2 separate regions of the Rattus norvegicus genome follow, and region 1 is linked to region 2. Evidence: chromatin contacts called from public Hi-C data. All regions are on one chromosome and are shown on one strand. The core of a region is the stretch at or near the end of the contact, and the rest is flanking DNA. Distances in the headings are between cores, read along the strand shown.

What was found. Hi-C and Micro-C count contacts between places; a contact is called where the count stands out from the background.
Region 1: a Hi-C map of psoas muscle shows a contact between it and region 2, with 3 times the contacts expected there. The contact joins two enhancer-like sites. A contact is called at or near these places in 2 of 12 Hi-C or Micro-C datasets (hepatocytes and psoas muscle).

Annotation. Positions count from the first base shown.
Region 1 is chr10:11,731,436-11,738,107 of GRCr8, reverse strand. All of the region lies in intron 3 of Adcy9 (adenylate cyclase 9), which reads right to left. Among named protein-coding and RNA genes, the nearest start is that of Adcy9, 89 kb to the right of the region's middle. Within about 2 kb of position 3,752, at least 2 of the 93 cell types and tissues checked have an H3K27ac peak or open chromatin away from gene starts, as enhancers often do.
Region 2 is chr10:11,666,081-11,672,583 of GRCr8, reverse strand. All of the region lies in intron 2 of Adcy9 (adenylate cyclase 9), which reads right to left. Among named protein-coding and RNA genes, the nearest start is that of Adcy9, 23 kb to the right of the region's middle. Within about 2 kb of position 1,678, at least 10 of the 93 cell types and tissues checked have an H3K27ac peak or open chromatin away from gene starts, as enhancers often do.

The sequences.
Region 1 (6,672 bases), core at 2,503-5,002, 63 kb before region 2:
GGGCTGGGGAGCACGCAGAAGTCAGAGGACGGCTTCCTGGAGTTAGTTTTCTCCTTCTATTTTTAAGTGGATTCTGGAGATCAAATTCAGGCTGTGTGGCAAGCACTTTCCCCAGAGAGGCGCCTCGCGGATGCTGTGCTTACACTATCAAACTGATGTCAAAAAGACAGAAGTGCTCCATTCGTAAATCAGTGCAATGATTCAAGATGGTCTCTCATATATCTCAAGTTAGTCTTGAACTTACGTATCGACAATCTTGATTCTCCTCCTTCTACCTACCAACTGCTGGGATTTGCCATATCTAGTGAAATAATTTTTATACACTATACGCTATAGTGAAATAATTTTAAAACACCTTGTGGTACTGACTGAGGTAAAGTTCAAACATTTGCTAAGGGACAGGGTTAAGAGTCAGTGAAGGATTCCACACATGCAAGTGTGAGGACTCTAGTCCCATCCCCTGAGCCCACAGGTGTCGTCCTTGTTGTTTGTTTTGTTGATGTTTTAAAGCCAGGTGAGCACCTGTAATCCCAGCACTGTGGAAATTGAGATGGGAGGATCCCTGGGCCTTGCTGGCCAGCGAATGTAGATGAATCAGGGAACTGCAGGTTCAGTGAGGAACTGACTGTGTCTCATCAAGATGAAGAGTAAGTGAAGGGGACACCTGTCATTGACCTCTGACCCATACTGCACAAACACACATGAACACACACACACACACACACACACACACAATATCAAGCACAAAGTGACCCTCTGAGCCTCTAGTGGAGGAATGAAGTAAATGGGCCCAAGAGATACCTAATTCTAACTGAGCTGTTTGGAAGGTCGGGTGAGTCAGCTTGGTTCTGGTGCAGTGCCTGCTTGCTCCTCTAGAGGGCACACTGAACATTTCACTAACCAAGTAGTTGACCAGGGAAGGACACAGCTTAGTGGGGACAGGCTGACCTTACGGTTTGAAAGACTAACTTCATCCAAACCTTTAGGTGCCACAGATCTTGAAACAGGAGGGCAAAGCAGCACAAAGCTATTATTTCTTTGGCCAATTTTAAACATCAAGCCTGGAGAAGAGCCACACGGCCACCAGCCTGACATGGTGGCCCTGGCTCTGCCCCAAACAGGTACACACACAAGTAGATGTGGGATCTCTCCAAAGCCTCCTGTATGAAATGGAGTTATTATGTCTACCTGAAGGTCTTGCTGTAAGGGGAAGATGGGGGTGCTCACGTAAAGTACGTCAGAATATTTCAAAAGCAGCTATTTGATTGATTAATTACTTAATTAATCAATCAATTTATTTATTTTTAAGACACGGCCTTAGGCTCAATGGATTGAGATGAGTCAGTGATTAAGAGCACTGGCTACTCAACTATGACCACTGGAGTTCAGACCCCTAAACTAATGTCAGGAGACTCACAACGCCCGTAACTCCAGCTCCAAGGGATCCGCCCCATACAAGTGTGCACAGACACTAACACACACACATAATTAAAGTAAAATAAATATGTTTTAATACATGGCCTCACCGTGTAGCCCTGGATGTCCTCAAACGTCACACAATCTAGTTAGTTCCGGTTGTTCTTAAGTTGCAATCATTCTGCTCCCATACCCTGAGTGCTGGGGTTACCGCCACACACGTCTTCAAAGCAGTTTTATTTTGTGTGCCAACTCAGAGGGAACTGATTGATTAGTGATGTCTGCCATGGACAAAAGGCTGGACATGTGAGAGCATGGTGGTGAAGAGCAAGTCTCAGGGCTTCTTAGCTGGGTGGCACCAGGGAGACTGAGACCTACAGCAAATCATTTCACTCAATTCTAAAATGGGGCTCTTTGCTAGTCTGTCTTTCTTTCTCAGTGTACTGGCTGGCTTTGTGTGTCACCTTGACACAAGCTGGAGTTATCACAGAGAAAGGAGCCTTCCTAGAGGAAATGCTTCCATGAGACCCAACTGTAAGGCATTTTCTCAACTAGTGATCAAGGGGGGAGGACCCAGCCCATTGTGGGTGGAGCCATCCCTAGGCTGGTTGTCCTGGGTTCTATAAGAGAGCAAGCTGAGCAAGCCAGGGGAAGCAAGCCAGTAAGTAACATCCCTCCATGGCCTCTGCATCAGCTCCTGCTTCCTGACCTGCTTGAGTTCCAGTCCTGACTTCCTTTGGTGATGAACAGCAATGTGGAAGTGTAAGCTGAATAAACCCTTTCCTCCCCAACTTGCTTCTTGGTCCTGATGTTTGTGCAGGAATAGAAACCCTGACTAAGACACTCAGCCACTTTCTTTTGGGGAGATTTTCTTGATTAGAAGTTTAGAACAGGGGTTGGGGATTTAGCTCAGTGGTAGAGTGCTTGCCTAGCAAACGCAAGGCCCTGGGTTCGGTCCCCAGCTCCGAAAAAAAATAAAAAAGGAAAAAAAAAGAAGTTTAGAACAAATGAAATTTCATTTTTTTTTTTCAGAAAAATCTACCTTCCCTGGGAGAGATACTCCCCTGTCTCAACACCCTATTCAGACTGGAGGCCCCTGTGTAGCATGGGCCCTTTACTATACAATGGTGTGTATTTCACGTCATTCTCTACAGCCCCAACAGGATTTTCCTTTGACGATTTCTATGGCCTAACTTGAATCTGAAGTTTTCGATGAGCTGACACAGCCATGAAACCTTCCCCGCTTACCAAGAACGTCCATCTCTCTCCCCCTTCTGCTATTGGCATCTCCACAATGCCAAGAACCTCCCACCTCCAACCCGCACAAGAACCTTGGAAGGCACGGCTCGCTGTGGAGCAAGGCTGGCAGGCATGTTATAGTAAGTTCACTGTCAAAACGGCAACAGCTATGAGTTAGAGGTAATGACAATAGGTTTACAGTTGTCTGGTCGTGTACAAGACTCTGGAGGCTCTGCTGCTGCTGAGAAAATCCACTGCTGTGCAAACATGAGGACTGAGGCCCAGATCGCTGGACGGGCAGCCTAGCCAGAAAGCACTGTGCTCCAGGGAGACCCTCAGTGTCTCAAGGGAAGCGGGGAAAAAAGTGATTAGAGCAGGACAACCAATGTCTTCCGCTGGCTGTCAAACAAGCACACACAAGAACACACATTTGCATACATATGTATGCATCTGCATATAACACACACACACACACACACACACACACACACACACAAGCACATACAAACTCAAAGGAAAGGCATGAGCCTTCTGAAGAGAGGATGGTTTGTGGACACTGGGGTTTGACTCAAGAGCTCCTGGCCCCTGACCACCATGGGACTTGACTCTGGCTGCCTCTCCTGTCACAAGGAAATGATCCTGACACCTTGATCTGCTGGGCTCTGATCACCTGAAATGACCCACCTTCCCCGCTGTAACTTCCACCTTGGCTCTTCTGAGTAGCTCTACTGGCACAGACACACTAAAGGGAGCAAACATCCCCTAAATGGCATCTTTACAGGCCAAGGAGTTTGCTGGCTGTTGCCGGGGTAACCTGAGAGTCCTTGGAAACTCACCGAGAGCACATTTCACCACCCCCCTCCACCCTTGATGGACACAGGCTTTGAAGGAAAAACCAAAACCATTCCTCTGATACATACGAACCCATTTTCATTTGTTTCTCGTGTGTTTCAACGTATGCCCCTAATTCTGGTCAGAATACCTGGCACAGAGCTACAAAGCAGGGTTGCTGGGCTTCTTTGTTTGTTTCTACTCAAGGCTCTTGCAAGATAAATCATTGTGAAGTCAACACCTGTCCCTTTCCATAACTGCCCCAGGGAAGCCTCTCGGGGGGATGGAAACATCAGCCCTGGGTATGCCTGTCTAGTCTACAGATCACTGACTACTTAGCATTGTGTCCTGGTACTAGAAGAGGCCTCTCCACGAGGCTCACGTTGGACATGGCTGGCTGGGGTAAGCATGACAACAACAATCACTGAAATCCCCCTGAAGCTCTTTATGTCTCAATGTTTGCTCCTCAGAAACTCCCACAACACAGGCACAGTAAGTTCCATTTCATACAAGAGGAAACCGAGGCGGACAAGATAAGGGGCTCACATATAGTCACCCTGCTAGACTGCCACCAGGGAACTATGAGCCCAAACAGAAGAGCGTTTGACCCTAACTACACACACTAACACTTTCAGAACAGATGATTTCTGCTGAGAAAATACCAGAAGTGAACAGAAACGAATCCTTACAGGAAAACAGAGCGGCAATGATCACAGAGGAGAAAGGCTCCACAGATCTGTGAGAACAGGAAGCAAGACAGTTCAAGAACACTGGAGGCAAAGCCATGAATAAACAACTTTAAAACTCAGACACAAGATTTCAAAGTCACCTCGTATAGAATCAAAGAACAGTAATTTCTGAACTTTTCATTTAATTCCTCAGCTCTACAGGACTTTTGAACCTAAAAACCAAGATTGATTCAACACACACACACATACACCCACACTCACACACACACACACATACACACACTCACACACATACACACACACTCACACATACACACACTCACACATACACACACATACATACACACACACTCACATACACACACATACACACACTCACACACACACACACACTCACACACACTCACACATACACGCACATACACACATCACACACATACACTCACACACACTCACACATACACACACTCACACACACATACATACATACACACTCACACACACACTCACACATACACACACATACACACACTCACACACATACATACACACACACATTCACACACACACACTCACTCACACACACACAGGTGAAGGATTAATCAGATTCTGCTGAGCACGGTGGTGCAGTCTTATAATCCCAGAGGCATAGGCAGAGAGATCAGGAGTTCTGAGATAGCCCTGGGCTGCATGAGACACTATCTTATAAAAAGAAAGAAAAGAGAAAGAAAAATGAAAAAAAAAAGTCTAGATTAGTTTTAGTAGACCACGTTACTATGTTGTGGGAAAATTCCATCAGAAAAACAAAATAAGAAAAATAGTATTTTGGGAAATGTCTATACATCCAATAGCACTCAAATGACATATGCATGTCTGTCCACTTAATTAACATACGTGCTTTATTACACTTTTGTTTCCTTATGCTGTGTGCATGCTGGGGCATGCATGTGGAAATCAGAACAACCTGTGTGGGCCACCTTGAGGGTCCTGAGGACTGAACTTAGGTTGTCAGGTTTGGTGACAAGCACCTTTACCTCGTGAGCCATCTCGTGGGTTTCAAAATGTCTTTAAAAATATCTTCTGACTTATAATTGTGGGAAACAGGATCAAAAACATTGTCACATACCTGTACTCTCAGTACTTGGGGGACTGAGGCAGGAGGACTGTGAGCGTGAGGTTTCTCTGGGTTAGATGGTAAGATTCCTCCCAAATGCCTCTCTGATTTCTCAGTTTGTAGAACAGGTAGCAATGGCTGGTGTGGTAGCCCAGGGGTTAGAGAAATCCTGTCTGGGTTGTTGACTCAGAATTTTACAAGCCAACCGGACTTTCTTTTGTATCTCAACCTGGGTTCATCCTGAGACTCTATTGCAAAAGGGAACATATTTTGAGAGACACCACTCTATGCTAGGCCTCTTCAGGGTACCAAGTCATAAATCCACCAGGACTTTACTCTCTTGGACAAAGTGGTCCCTGACACAGGAAAAGCAGTTTGCTGAAGGGGAAGCAAACAGACTCTGCACAGGATCCCAGAGCAGTGGAAAAGCTCACGTTAGGGCAGACAGCATTACTAATGTCATGAGTTCAAGGCACTGACTGACAGGTGACTGGAGACTGGCACAAAGAACGCAGAGCAGACAACTGACACTTTACAAAATCTGCTCAAGAATGGGTCTTAAATAGGGCTGATATCATCCTCACTGTCTTGGATGCAGACTCAGCGTTCTACCCCTCTGGGTAGAATCGGCGCACAGTTATGCAATGCTACTGAGTTCTCAGGCCTGGATGCCTGCTCTCTTCTGGTGCTGGGGAGATGGGACTGTAAGAAGGGCTCCTGGCAGTACCGACTCCACCCTGTGGCCTGCCTTTTATCTCTTCATGTGCTGTATACCCCAAATGTGGAATCGACCCACACCAGTGTTCTGGGATCTAGTCTGAAGAACCCTTACCACGTGGCCAAACCACCCATCCAGAACCCAGACATTATACCTTATGAGCTAACTCATCCTTCCCTCCTGGAAGGGACACAAGGGCCTTCTTTCCCCTATCTCGCAAATGTCCTGGCCATTCAGTCAACTCAACAGACCCTGTCTTCCACTTCCAGGAAATGCATTTGGAAACGTGAACATGACAACAGAATATGATAAATAGTTTTTACCCTTCTGATCAAAACAGGTTTGCAACTACAAGAACATAGTTTTTCAAGAGAAGAGAGATCTGTCTTAAGGCATTTTAGCCCAGAATCCCTGGCACTAGAGTTGCTGGTGTATCCAGGGGAACCCAGCCACGCATGCCCAGCAGGCAGACACATACGAGTCATTAATTTTGAGTTTTGAGCTCTATTTCTCCACTAAGTAAGGCTCAGTTTGAGGCCTAGGGGAAGCCATCTTTCCCCACGCACAAAGAACACTTTTGGAAAACCGTGGGTTTTTTTTGTTTGTTTGTTTTTTGTTTTGTTTTATTTTAATTCTCCCTTTAAATCAGATATTCTGACTGCCCT
Region 2 (6,503 bases), core at 429-2,928:
TGCTCACAAGATGATTATTGATGCATATTGATAATTATTGATATCTGCGTTGAAAGAAAACCAAGCAGTATACTAAAACATTAATAATGTTGTTTCCGGTGGTAATTACCTTCAAAGTTTTTTCTCATAAATAGGGCCTCTATACCATCTTCTCCAAAAATAAGGGCACATCAGGGGTTGGAGGAAAGGCTCAGAGTGAGCATAAGAGCCAAAGGAAGCTCCAGAGAGGTCTGGAGTGCTGACTTCCAGGCTGTGGCTACTGCACTTCTCAACTCCAGCAGCTCTGCCCGCCTACACGAGACCTGACGATCTCTACAAGGTCAGTAGGATCCAAATGCATGTGCGCATGTATGAAATGCCATAATAAACCATCATAATTAACACACAAAAATAAAAACAGCTTAGAACCTTTCTCCCCTAAGACTTTTCTAAGACTTAAAAGTATAAACATGTTTTTCTTTATAATCAAGAAGTAAATGTCTATTCCCCTGCCATCTGCCTAAATACAGAAGTTTGAAAGTTGCAAACTCCTTAGAGCTACAACTGCAAAAGAAAGAGGTTGGGGCAGAAACCTGAAACAATCCAAAAGCTTACAAAAGAAATGCAATATCGAACTGTGGCTTTGTCAATTCAAGAACTGCCACCTTATAAATAAATATGTGTGGACTACATAGATGGTATGCTGGCACACGCCTGGAATCTCAATCCTCAGAAGCCTGATACAGGAGGATCGCTGCAAGTTTGAAGCTATTTTGGGTAAAATATTAAGTCCAAGGCAGGATTAAGATACATAGTGAGACCCAGTCTCAAAACAACAACAACAACAACAACAACAACAACACACACACACACACACACACACACAACTTCATAAAAATAGCAATAGAAATTTAAGAGAAGTTGGTTGGTATCACTTTTTTAAATATTTTGCTTTTATTATTTTTAATTGTGTATAAGTGTGTGTATGTGTGTGCACGAGTGTGTGGCCTGTAGAGGCCAGAGGTGTCAGATCCCCTGGAGCTGGAGTTACAACTGTGGGCCACTTAACATGTGCTAAGAACAGAATGTGTGCTCTTACCTGCTGAGCCATCTCTCCAGCCCGGTTGGTACCTTTTAATCAATAAATAATTACTGTCTATATACAAGATTAAGTTACACAGTCTTACACAGATGTTGTTTTGGTAACAGGAGTCAAATTATGTACTTTGAATTCTTCGTTAATTTTTTTTTCACTCAAAATTGATACAATAGAAGTGACTTAGGTGGTTTCAGAACCAGGGCAGTCCTCCCTAGCCTCTAACATGAGTTTCTTGGCAGGCTCCCACACCAGTCTTAAACTCCCAACCCTTTCCCACAGCACAACTGACTGACCGAAGCTTCTTTTTCCCTGTGTGTCTCACTAACACCTGTCTGAATTTACAATTTTAATTTTCAGTCAGATGCTTAATCACAATATATATTTAAAAAAAATCACCACAGAGATGAGGGCTGATGGGAAATGAAGCATGGGGACCGTTCATCTCTGTGGCTTCTTCTTTCTTTTCTTTCTTTATTCTGTTTTTTGGTTAAGGAAAACATCTCCAAGTTCATAAAAACAAGGAGCTAAAATTAGACAGAAGAGCTGAGCCTTGACTCACGGTAGGGAAACATTATTTTTAAACCGAGGGGTATTTATAGGCGGGAGCTTTATGAAGAAGGAAATGCAAGCTTGCGTATGTGCATGGGGCGACCTGGGAGGGACTAAGATGGGGGACAACCCTCGAGGAACATTTATATTTGTGTTCCTGGAACTGCAGGCACCTTGCCTGCGTCTTTTCTCATGGACCGCAGGTCAGAGCTAGGACTGACAGGCACCTGAGAAACTGGCCACTTTGTGTTACAGAAAAGACTACACCACTCACACTGGACCACAGTTCAGCTGCCCACTCCTATGTCCTCCTCAGAGCCGAGAGAGGCCCCTGACACAGAAGAGCTGGCCCTGTGGGAGGTGCTCATTCCCAAGAACAAGTGACACTTCATGGTGATCCAGGCCAAAGTTGAAGGATTATGCTCGTTACGTTTTCTGAAAAGACAAATCGGCAAAACGGAAGGCACCTCATGGTGACTGCTAAAGGGATAAGTCTCTCACCACATTAAAGCACATTCACCTTGGCATTCAGCTCTGCTCACAACCTTCCCGAGGACTTTACCTCCCACCACATCACATCACACCCACAAGCTCTCCATGACAGCAGGTGAGAGCTGAAAGCTCAGAGGAGGCAGGGGAGGGTGGTGTTCTGCTGTGGGGCTCTGCACAGTGGAGAGGGAGGGGAAGAGGAATCCTGTGTCTAGGCTTTGAAGACAGTTGGCAGCATCCTGTGTGCTCCAGGACAAGGAAGGGCCCCACTTAACCCCAGGTTCCCAGGAATTTTGAGAAGGAAACATCAGCCTCATGTCTGGCAACAAAGAACCCAGACACTTGTGAAGAAACATCAAGACCTGCAAAGAGCCCAGAGGCTGGTGGAGGGGTCAGGGCCCACAGAATAATGGCTCTACTTAATGGAGGTTTCATTCTCTGTAACAGTGCAGGATATAGGTTATATCCATATCCACAAATGTCTCTAAAACACACATCATATCAGGAAATAGCAGACTCTTCTCTATCTGTGAGATTCTAGTGAAAGATCATGTTTCAAAATGTGACCAGGAGATGGGGGGGTAGGGGGCACTTAGGATTCCAGTTCCAACATGGTGATACAAGGAGAGAGACCCAGCCCTGCCCCCACTCATGGCAGATATCAATTCAACAGTCTCTCCACGGCTAATCAGTGGCCCACACTGGGACTGCTTTGTAGTGGCCATCATATCTGAGCATCTTGTTCCCGCCTATTGCCAGCAGGAAGTCATCAGCTGACTCAGACGACCCAGGCTCCTTCTGGGACTATTTTTCTGTACTTCTAAGATGTGTGACCAACACCTTCATCAGCATGTCCACATTGACTGTACACTGAAATAGCCTTCTCCAGTGTGGATCACAGTACATCTATACCATGTGACCATGAGTAAAGTACAGTTATCAGGCCCATCTCTGGAGAAACCCCCCTCTCTTTGTTCTCCCCACCACATCCCTGCCTTAGGGAAAGGGCTTACCAGTCTATGGATTCTGCCTGCCTACGTCCTATCAGCAGATTCCCTTCATCTGCACTCCATTGATCTAAAACCTCTTACCTGATCTGCAGTTGTACATTTACACATCATACAGGGAGGTTTCGTTTTGCACGTGGACTTGTCTTATACACCTTTTCTCTTAAGGACAGCAAAAGGAAGAACTTGGCTCAGGAAGACACTCAAGTTCTCTGCCTGAGATAGGGTTGATGACTGACTTCCTCAAGGCTGAATAACATAGCTTTCTGCTCTGTAAGCAGACATATTGGTACCAGACACCCTGATATGGAGGGAGAGCCCAGGCAGTAGGTAGGAATATTCTTGACACTGGAAAAGTACATACTATTCCCCAAGGTAACTTAATACACTGGCACCTTTGCTTACAGATGGTCTCATGGTTAGCCCAGATCAGGTCTCCAAAATTACACAAGTCTGAACACAGAAATGAAGACACTGAATCTGCTAACCTGTGACCTGACCTCAAATCAAGATCACTGTCTCTCCCAAAGACTACAATGGCATCCATCACAGACTTATCTGCATAAATCATTATTTCTTTTGTGGGAATGGTGATTAGAACCAGGGTCTCAACTGTGTAGTCCTGGCTTTCCTGGAACCCAATATGTAGAACAGGTTAGCCTCAAACTCCCAGAGATGCTCCTGTCTCAATGCCTCAGTCTCCTATGTACTGGGATTACAGTTGTGCACCACCAATCTCCACTTGCTTAGTCCCAGTGTGTTAATATGCCTAACGAGCTGTTAACTTTACTCTGGTATTTAGTAATGGCTATATTTAAATAAAACTCATAAACCATACAACTCATTCACTTAAGTATAAAATCCAGTGATCCTTACTACAGCTGCCAGCCGCCAGCCACTGCATAAGCATTTCGGCTTCAGACCTCTCTTTTTCTCTCTCCCTCCTTCCCTCGTTCTACACACACACACACACACACACACACACACACACACACACCAAGTTTCTGTAGCCAAGGTTGGCTTTGAACTCATACCCAAAGAGATTCCTTCCTGGGATGGCAGGTGTATACTAGCCTGACTTCAGAATACTGTTCATCGTCCTAAGAAGAAAACTCTATTTCCACTAAGCAAGCATCCCCCTCCCCCTTTCCAAACTATTCATCTGTCTCTAGTTCTATGATTCCCTATTCTGGGCATTTCTTACCAGTGGACTGTGCTTAGCATCTTTCACTCAGCACATTTCCAAGGTTCATCTATCTTGTAGCATGCATCAGTTGGCCATTCATGTTTATGACTGAACAATATTCAACCATGCAGACAGTGCACACTTGTCTATCTATTCACTCACTAGCAGACATTTAGCTGAGTTGCACTTTTGAGCTGTCATAGACATCTGTGCAGCAGTTTTTTGCATGATTGTGTCCTCAGTACTTCTGGGTGTATGCTTTAGAGTAGAAGTGTTGGGACATACTGTAACTCTGTATCTCCCGAGTGCAGAACTGTTGGGACATACTGTAACTCTGTATCTCCCGAGTGCAGAACTGTTGGGACGTACTGTAACTCTATCTCCCGAGTGCAGAACTGTTGGGATATACTGTAACTCTGTATCTCCCTTCAAGAGTTGCCACACTGCTGTCCATAATAGCTACACAATCTTATAATCCCCACCAGCAGAGTCAGACATTCTGGGAGATCCTGAGATAGTGACCTATATCTTTATCTATAGCAGGCACTAAAAACCTGTGCTCAACCAACAAGTGTGGTGGCTTTTAAAAAAAAAAATCAGGTGTTGCTGTTAGTTATTACACGTGTATAAAATTATCAAACAAAAAGATTCAAGTTAAAAGACATCAGCACTAGAAGTGATAGCACATGCCTGTTCTCTCAGCCTCTGGAAGCAGAAGCCAGAAAACTGCCATGCCCACACAGTGAGTGCCAGACCACCAAGCAAGACTGCCCCAAATACAACATGATAAAACAAAACAGAGCAAAATGAAGCCTGACTACACAGTGCCAGTCACCTTCCAGCACATTCTGTGCCTGACACCCATTCCAGCTCCCCTTGTCCCTTAGGGAAGCTCCATTCACCCTGAACAATTTTATCTGCAGGCATCACTTACATCTCAGCTAACAGTATACAGTTCTTGGGACTCTGACTGAGGGCTGGCTAAAAGCCTTGGAGGCCATCCAGTGCAGGGTATAACCTGGCCATGTTGTGACTCACTCTGAGCTGGCTCACAAAGTTCTATTTTCAGGTGGGCCAATACATACCAGTGGAGAGTTAAAACCACTGAAAGGGAAGGGAGTCCAGTCCAGTTCAGTGTCAGGACATAACACTCATAACCTGTGGGAATTCCCACCCTCCCCAACTTCTCTGGAAGGCCTTGTTAACCCCTACACCACATGTTCAGCAGCAGGGGGACTTTGCCTTCTCCTCTACTGACTTGAAACTCCATTTGCTCCTTTTCCACCCTGAGCCATACTGACACTCCGTTACACTGAAAAGTTTACATATTATCCTTGTTTTAACTGCATGAAAACAAAATAAAATGAACTATGAACTCATGGCCATGTATGGGAGCAGAGCTTGCTGGTGGCCAATGTTTCTTTTGAAAACGTTCTATATTAAGGAAGTGTGTGGGAACGAGGCCGGCTATGGAAAGTATCTCTGTCCCAGGCTCTCGGGGCAGCTGGTAAGAGCAGTGCAGCCCAGCTGGGCACAGGCGCTCATGAAGCATGGGGGAAGCCGCATCTTACCACACTGCATCCAGATACTTCGAGTTAACTTGAACAAGAACCTTCCTAGACTTGTTTGGAATAGTCTGTATTTACACAGCAATTTTAAAGCTTGCCCTAGGTGCTGTTTACCACATAATCTCAAAGTGGCCGTGTCTACGTGTTTAAAAAGCCTCTCAACATCGGATCTTCCCTATAATCTCAACATTACTCCAATTTACAGTCAACAAAGTAATGCTATCCAGATTACATCACTCAAAGTGGGTACAGAGATACCTATAGTCCCAGCACTCAGGTAGCTGAGGAAAAGGGGTCACAAGTTTGAAACCAGTCTGGGCCACACATAGAGAACCTGTCTCAAGAAGCCAAGGAACAGGTTGAGCACACCTTTAATCCCAGCACTCAGGAGGCAGAAGCAAAAGGGTATCTTTGAATTCGTGGCTACCATGGTCTATATAGCGAGTTCCTGGCCAGCCAGGGCTATGCATTGAGACCCTGCCTCAAAAACGGTAACAACGAAACCACAAAACAAACAAGATTATATGATTCTTAGAACTAAGGCTTCACTCTAAACCCTTGGGACCCTCCTCAAAACATCTAGCTGTCAGATGTGACTTTCTATTTGAAACTGGCAGACTATTGTC